2 separate regions of the Hordeum vulgare genome follow, and region 2 is linked to region 1. Evidence: chromatin contacts called from public Hi-C data. All regions are on one chromosome and are shown on one strand. The core of a region is the stretch at or near the end of the contact, and the rest is flanking DNA. Distances in the headings are between cores, read along the strand shown.

Region 1 (4,130 bases), core at 433-2,932:
TGGATTCGAAGAGGATCCCGATGTTGGCTGTACCGCGGTCGGCATGGGCGCACGCGGAGGAGGTGAGTCGCCGGCAACGGCAGCTGACGCCGGAGCAGCGACTCAACCCCATTTACGCGACCGACTCTCCCGACTAGGAGGTATGGTTCGCGCTCGAGCACGAGGAGCAGCACCGACGCGGCGTGTGCGACGTGCAGCCAGGCCCTGCGCCGCCCCCGTTCGTCATTCGCACGAGGACCAGGAGGCGAAGGCCGCCTACCAGACGGTGCTGGCAGCCGTTCTCCGCGAGAGTGAGGAAGAAGAGCGGTGTAAGGACGAGGAGGATGATGCGGCGTATGAGGCGCAGCTCGCGGAGGCCATCACGCTATCCGCCGCAGGCGACTGCGTCGTGCCCCTTCCGTCGAAGACTGAGTTGCAGCCGGAGGTCTACCAGTAGACCGGCTGCCTCCGCGAGCGGGTGAGCGCGCCGTCCATCTGGTTGGCGCGACAACGCAGCAGGAGGCTGCCTACCTCCAGCATTGGACTCTCGCCGACCTTCGTGACCGGCTTTAAAATTTAATTTTACTTTCAAAAATGTTTGCACATTTTTTTTTCACGCATCGTCAAAATGGATCGGGCCAGCGTCGACGCGTGCGTCGACTCAAACGCAAAAGCGAGTGTTCTTATCCGCCGAACCGATTCAAACGGACAAAAAACGGACAAATAAACCGTTCCGTCGGAGTTGCTCTCGAAAAAACCGGCCTTAGAAAAAAAATGATGTGCACGTATAGCATTGCAGGGAATCCACGGTGTCAATGGACACGTGCAGAAGAAGCTTTCCCCAGAAAGCGCCTACCTCGGCCGACACGTGGGCCCACTCTGCTTCGCAAGGCCGCCCCTCGACGAGGTAGGCGTGGTGGCATCGGACCAATCAAATCGAGACGACCGGCAGCGTCATAAAAATAATAATCGAGGCAACCGGATCTGGATTTTGCTTCTACGGTGGTGGGATTGGAAATTCAAACCCAAAATCCACGCATCAACCAGAGATTGATTTACCTACCAGATAAAGGCAGTAGATAAATACAAGAAGGAAACCAGGTAGTACGCACTACTAACCGCCAAAGCGGCTGTGGCTCTCCGCGTGAGCGGCTGCAGCGGCCGCGGCCCGGGCCGTCCGATCAGAGGCCGGACGTGGCCCCCACGCGCCACGGGCGGCTCCCGCTCGCCCGCCCGTCGTGGGTCGCGGTCGCGGCTGATCTGGCCGGCGGGCCTCGCTTGGACTGGAGCAGCGCCAACGGGGACTAGGAAACACGAACCAACTCCAACCCCTTTCCGGTTTTATTTAAAAAAATCGGTGCCTGCCCCAAAAGAGATTCTTCCTCACGGGTCCTCGGAGATCAAGGGAGTCACACGATGGGCTCACGAGAAGCTGTAGGCTACACGTGACATGGAATTCCTCTTCTCCATGGGGGCGGATACGCAAATGGGGAAGATACCGTCGGTTGGCAACGACCTGTAATATAGGAGCAAGAGAGAAAAAAAAAAAGAATTGCTAAAAGGAGATTTGGAGGAGGGAGCCACACAGGGGGCGGAAATATAGTGGGTGTGTGGGGACGAGGCGAGGGGTTGGCAGGCACGGCGAGCGAGCTCCGCCTCTATAAATGCAGGGCCAAGCATCGCCTTAAACGCCCCAATACTCCGAGGAGAGGTCAGGGAGGGATAGAGAGAGAGAGAGGCGACGGAGGCGGCGCGCTTCCAATCTGCACGCACGTACGTTCGCACGCCCTCCGCCAGCCCTTCCCCGTCGCTAGCCGCCGGTCGGCCGCCCGGCGAGGGACACGAGACCCGCGGGGTCAGGCGGCGACACTTGCGAGATCGCGCATCGGTCCCATCATCGTCCCCAGGCCTGCCCAGGCGGCTGAGAGCGCTATAAGACCGAGAGGTACCCGTCCGTCCTGCGCCCCTCCCAGCTTTTGCCAGGACGAGAATCCGTAGGTGGATAGATGGGTAGATAGATACATGGACGCATAGAGAGAGAGAGCAACTGGTTTGGCTCTGTCCGCGCGGGCGTGCGTGCGTAGTAGGTGGCCGTTTCCCCTTATTTTTATTCGATCTGCTGTTGGTGTTTCGATTCTGCGCCCCCGGGCGCGCGTGCGTGCGTGCGGTCTCTGAATCTTCCTTCCTCCCCTGTCCAGCAGGCGGCGGCGGCGCCGTGCGGGGGGGTTGGTAGATCTGTTCGTCTCTGGCCGGCCCCGTCGCTGAGGCGTTTGGTCTGGTGATTGTTTTTCCATCTCTGTTCCATCGCAGCCAGCGTGGGCAGGCTGTTTGTTTCTCCTTGCTTTTGGTCGTGACATGTGGGGAAGGGGACAACTTCGAGCTTTCTGTTGCTCTTGTTTTTAAGTATTTATATTGATTCCTTTGTTCGCCATGTATTTCTACTACTTTTTTGTGCTCGCCTGCAGTAGGAGATTGGTTTTATGCGCGCCGTCTAATGCTCGTCGCATGGTTGATTGTTGCATGACAGGTGATAGACTGAGGCGTGGGGTGCAGCCATGCCGACGGCGCAGGGGATTGGTTTGAAGCACGCGGCGCCGCCGGGCGCCGGTCGCAGGGCACGGCGCAGCCACTCGGCGGCCGCGCCGGGCCGCTCCGCGAGGCAGGCGCACGGCGCCATGTCCCTTGAGGGCGGGTTCCTCGGCGGCCCGCAGCGCACCGAGGAACGCGTTGCGCCACGCCCGCCTCGGGCCGCGGCGCGCGACGCCGAATCGATCAGGCCCTTGTCCCTGCTACCCGAGAGCAGCATTGGGCTATACGACCCGGCGTTCGAGCGCGACTCGTGCGGCGTTGGCTTCGTCGCCGAGCTGTCGGGCGTTGACAACCGGGCGACCGTGAGTTCTTTGCACCAAGGACACCGCCGCAGTTTCTCTCTTTTATATCTACCACGTTGAGATATTGATTTTGCTGTGATTTACTTTACAGGTCGTCGATGCCATTCAGATGCTCGAGAGAATGGCCCACCGTGGTGCATGCGGCTGTGAGAAAAACACTGGTGATGGTGCCGGCATTCTCGTTGCTCTACCACACAACTTCTTCCGTGAGGTGAATCAACGATAATTGCAAGCAAACTCAGTTTACCTTACAGAGTTATTCATCTTGGGTGTTGCTATGCTATTTCCTCAGGTGACAAAGGATGCCGGATTTGAGTTACCACCACCGGGTGAGTATGCTGTTGGAATGGTCTTCCTGCCAACCGATGAGAAGCGCCGCGAGAGGAGCAAAACTGAGTTTACAAAGGTTGGTGGGTTGCTGTATAGACAATTAGAGAGCGTGTGAGGCGAGTCTGCGATTATAAGCTCATGTCTTGAATTGTTTTTATTAATGCAGGTTGCGGAGTCGCTAGGACATTCCATACTTGGATGGCGCCAGGTTCCCACTGACAATTCAGACTTGGGCCAATCTGCGCTCGACACTGAACCAGCGATTGAGCAGGTTTTCCTCACCAAGAGTTCAAAATCCAAGGCTGACTTCGAACAGCAGGTCCTCCATGCGTTTAATTTTCTCTAAACACATGTAATGAGCTTTCCTCTTAACTAACACATCAATTATCACAGTTGTTTATCCTGAGGAGGCTCTCAATTGTGTCTATTCGAGCCGCGCTGAATCTTAAGCGTGGAGGAGAGAGAGATTTCTACATGTGCTCTCTATCTTCAAGGTCCTTACTTCTTCTGAATTTCATTTTCACTACAAACTGATGAAGTTGAGATCAGGGAGCCCAGTTAAGCTCCTCACTGTAATGGAATATTACCAACACCACAAAAAACGATAGGAACGCAGACCAGGGAAAACAATCCTGGACTATTTCTTAAGCGTTAGAAATCTGTAATGCAAGGACATTCATTTTTTGTTGTATTCATGTGAATAATAATTATTGTTAAATCTTCTTACTGTGGTTTTCCAGGACCATTGTCTACAAGGGCCAGCTTATGCCGTCTCAGCTTCAGGGGTACTACTATGCGGATATAGGTCATGAAAACTTCTCCAGTTATATGGCTCTGGTAAATACAAAACCTTGATACTCTTACAGCAAAAGTCATGGTCGTAGTCAGCGGATGGGAACCAATAATAGCAAGCCAGTTGTAAGATCAAGA
Region 2 (3,642 bases), core at 13-2,512, 550 kb before region 1:
GTTAAGAAAATCTAGAAAGTCACTGAATAATTTGGTTTCCTACCATCCAAATTTTGGTGGGATAGTCCAGGATCAAATTATTAGAAAGAACTACCAACTAAACAACAATAGTATGGAATGTTTTTGTCAGTGCATGAACTGCAGCATCCACCGTCTGTCTAGCTTTTTGCCAATTTCAACTGTCTGGTTCCATGGAGTGCTCAAGTGATTCTTGGTCAGAGTCAGACGGGCTAAAGTTGATTATTTACCTCTTTCAGCCTTTCATAGTACTTGGGGAAGATGTCAATTTGCACCGGCGCGGTAAGATGGGTGGACATCTCATCCTTCCTAGCACCGTCCTTGTCTTCATAGATTTCCACCTGATTAAGAAAGTCGTATTAGCCAAAATCTCCTTAGAAAGAAAAACAGACGATTCCTAGAACAACAAAAACGGGGAAATAACAGCACGAAAATAAAAGTCAAAAGATAATCCAGTGATTTTATCTACGCTTGCCCATATATATATATCCTATACTACAGACAGCGTGCAAAATAGCTCAATTTCAGTTGTCTGAAACGACTTATAATAGTGAACGGAGGGAGTATAAAAAATATAAAGCCGAAAAATCAATTTATCTAGCTCGAGTTCGGGATTCCCCAGAATTAGCACGGGTCGACCAACGCCAAACCATAACAGGTGGAGCTAACACACAGGCAACCCTAGGCACCTCAATTCAAGATATCGCAAGTGACATGGAACAAAACCAATCCTAACCGACAGAAAGCATAGATGCAACGCGGCCAAGCTCTGGCCACGGCAGACAAGCACTACACGAAAGCTACAGACACTACATCAGGCGCGAAACCCTAGAGAGACAGGCGGAGGAGGAGGAGAGGCGTACCAGCTTGTCGGAAGTGGAGACGACGAGATCGAGCATGTGACGGACGCGGTGGGACTGGAAGAGGCGGTCGCGCGCGTTGGCGGGTTCGCGCTGAAGCTCGCGCACCGCCAGGCGCTCCAACCGCTCGAGGTCCTCGTGCGCCGCCCGCGTGGCCTCCAGCACAGACGACGCCATGGCGGCCGCTTCAGCTAGGGCACCCTAGTCCTCTCCTCTGCTGGTACCCCGTGTGGTACCAACAGAGCCCGGGGGGTCACGCTGCGCGGCAGAGTCTGGGAACGGCGAGGGAGGTCGGGAGGGGAGCGCGTCGTGGCTAGGGTTTTGAGATTTCGCGGCCCGGGACGGACTTGTCGGGAGGACGACCGGAGAGGAAATCTCGGGTTCGTCTATTTCTCGCTGGTAGCGAGAGGGGACGACCCCTCGCTCGGTTTTTTTTTGGCTGTCGTGCTGCCCGCGTGCTGGGCCGGCCCATCAGCTAACTCCCTGTGTTTCCTGCGTTTCTCTAAAAAAAACGAGTTCACCCGTTCATTGGTCCACATTATCGCTAATTTTTTAAAATAATGCATTTTTATTTAATTACACAAATGATATGCAATTTCAAAAAATTGCAAAAATATACGGCCTTGGCCGTTGCTCTGGACAAAAGGATCTAGTCAGCCACGGCGTAGCCGATTAGTGGCTAATCAGCCACATGGGAGCCGATGATTGGCTCGGCCATTTCACGACCGGCCATTCAGCCTGGTGGCTAGGCAGTCGGCCTACTAGTGGCCGACAAGGCCAATCGGCCTCACCAAGACGACAGGAGGCGGGTAGGCCTCTGTCGCCCCGCTCCCCCCTTCTTCCTCCTTCATTCCTTTGTTTTCTCTCCTCCTCTTTGCTTCTCTCTCTACCCGGAAACACTATGATTTACACACAAAATGTGAGTTGATTTCTTCCTCATTTTCCATCGTAGTTGAATTCTAGATGGTTAGGAGAGTCAAAGGAACCGTCAATCTCGCGATGGGGTAGTTCGTGGTGATGGTGTTGACCATTTTGGTGGTGGTACTGGAGGTGGTTGAGGTGGAGGTGGTTGAGGTGGAGGTTGAGGTGGAGGTGGTGGTGGAGGTGGAGGTGGTCGAGGCTGCTGCGTTCGTCGTTCTTCTCTCAGTATTGTCGTTCGTTGTTTCTTCGCACACTTCAAGGATGAGATTCAACGTCCGTTCCCGTAGCTTTGTGTAATATATTTAGGTTTGTGAATTATTGTGTTTAAATATTTTTAGGTGCTTCCATAGATTTGGATATATTTAGATCTGTGAATTAAGGTGTTTGAATATTTTTAGGTGCTCCTGTAGCTTTGGGAAATATATTTAGGTCTGCGAATTTTTAGTTGATCCGAAAATAATTTAGGTTTGTCCTTCTGTTAAAATTTGTCCATGTTGAATATTTTTTAGGTCAACAGAGATGTTTGATGCAGTGAAGTTAGGTTTTCACTACGGTCCTAATACTCTTCAAACAAATGAGATGGGGGCTGATCTGAGTGAATTTAGTACATTAAGATACAAGTGGCTTCCCCTAAAACATGGTGTGTTAGCCAGTTGACAGAATGGTCGGCGGATGTTTACTGTTTAATATTTAAACACACATCATCGATGTTCATGCATTATGAACGCGGTCCAGTTTAAATATATACTTTTATTTGAAGCTATAGAGCGGGGCGATTAGTGGGTGCACTGGTTAAAAGGTTGCGAGCGTATGGTATGTAATCTTGTCACCTTACTGTGAAAAGAATGACGGAAAAGCGAGGCGAAAAAAATTAACATGTTCAAATTAAGATACAACTTGCTGAAATTAACATACAACTTGCAGCGAATTATAAGATACAACTTGATGTGATGCGAATTTTAGGATACAATAACATAAATATACTGAGTCCAACATTATTCTATTGTCTTGGTTGCACAAGTGTGACAGCCTGATGCCGACGCCCCAGAAGATTCCCCCTTTATTTCCGTTTCCGTCGTGTGATTATTTTTATTTGTTGCATCATCATTTAGTTTGCATCGTCGCATCATGCATGGCATCTTGCATCATCTGATGTGTGTGGTGTTTTGAGTGTGTGTGCTTCAAGTGCGTTAGTAACTCCCCTTCTCTCCCCTCTTGTTTCATTTTTGTGGTTTTGCTAAAGTTTCCGTTTTAACCCCTATTTAAAAATAAGGTTAGTCTTTAAAAAAAACTTTTATTAAATATGGAGGCAACCCCGTGGGTTTCCTTTATTTTTTTCCTTTTGTTTTATTTCAAAACTAGAGTCTCATTTTACTGGTAAAAGGGGTTTATTTTATTCTCTTGTAAAAAGGGTTTTATTTTATTCTTTAAAAAATGTTTTATTTTTTATTCGTTTAAAAAATGCCCAACTATTTCTTATATTTGGGGTAGGGTTTTAAAGGAGCGAAAGAATATATTTTTTATTTGTTAAAACATTTTAGTTTGGTGTGTGTTTTTCTGTTTTAAAGAGGAAAAAAAGCAAACAAGAGAGAGGGAGAGGAGCCAGTCGGCCAAGGCCCAAGGCCCAAGCATCCCCGGTCTAACCTAGCGCCACGAGCCCGAGCCCCCCCGTCCCTCGTCTCTCGTTCTTCCTCCCGTGCGCCGCCACTCCTTTCCCTCGCGCATGTGCCGCGCCGACCCTCTCTGCTCTCCCATCGCCCGTGCCCCGCCGTCACTCGCCGACACCGCCATGCCATGGCCCGACCTCGGCCTCACCTGCTCCTCGCCGTTCTCCCTCGCGCGA

What was found. Hi-C and Micro-C count contacts between places; a contact is called where the count stands out from the background.
Region 2: a Hi-C map of leaf shows a contact between it and region 1, with 3 times the contacts expected there. The contact joins the promoter of LOC123444123 here to the promoter of LOC123444122 in region 1. A contact is called at or near these places in 3 of 6 Hi-C or Micro-C datasets (leaf and seedling).

The regions. Positions count from the first base shown.
Region 1 is chr3H:434,846,078-434,850,207 of MorexV3_pseudomolecules_assembly, reverse strand. It overlaps LOC123444122 (glutamate synthase 1 [NADH], chloroplastic), which reads left to right and starts at 1,682. Exons shown (of 23, transcript XM_045120737.1): 1 at 1,682-1,924; 2 at 2,507-2,870; 3 at 2,962-3,081; 4 at 3,163-3,276; 5 at 3,367-3,519; 6 at 3,594-3,694; 7 at 3,941-4,037. The coding sequence starts at 2,535.
Region 2 is chr3H:435,391,280-435,394,921 of MorexV3_pseudomolecules_assembly, reverse strand. It overlaps LOC123444123 (splicing factor SF3a60 homolog), which reads right to left and starts at 1,262. Exons shown (of 12, transcript XM_045120741.1): 1 at 882-1,262; 2 at 249-359. The coding sequence starts at 1,055.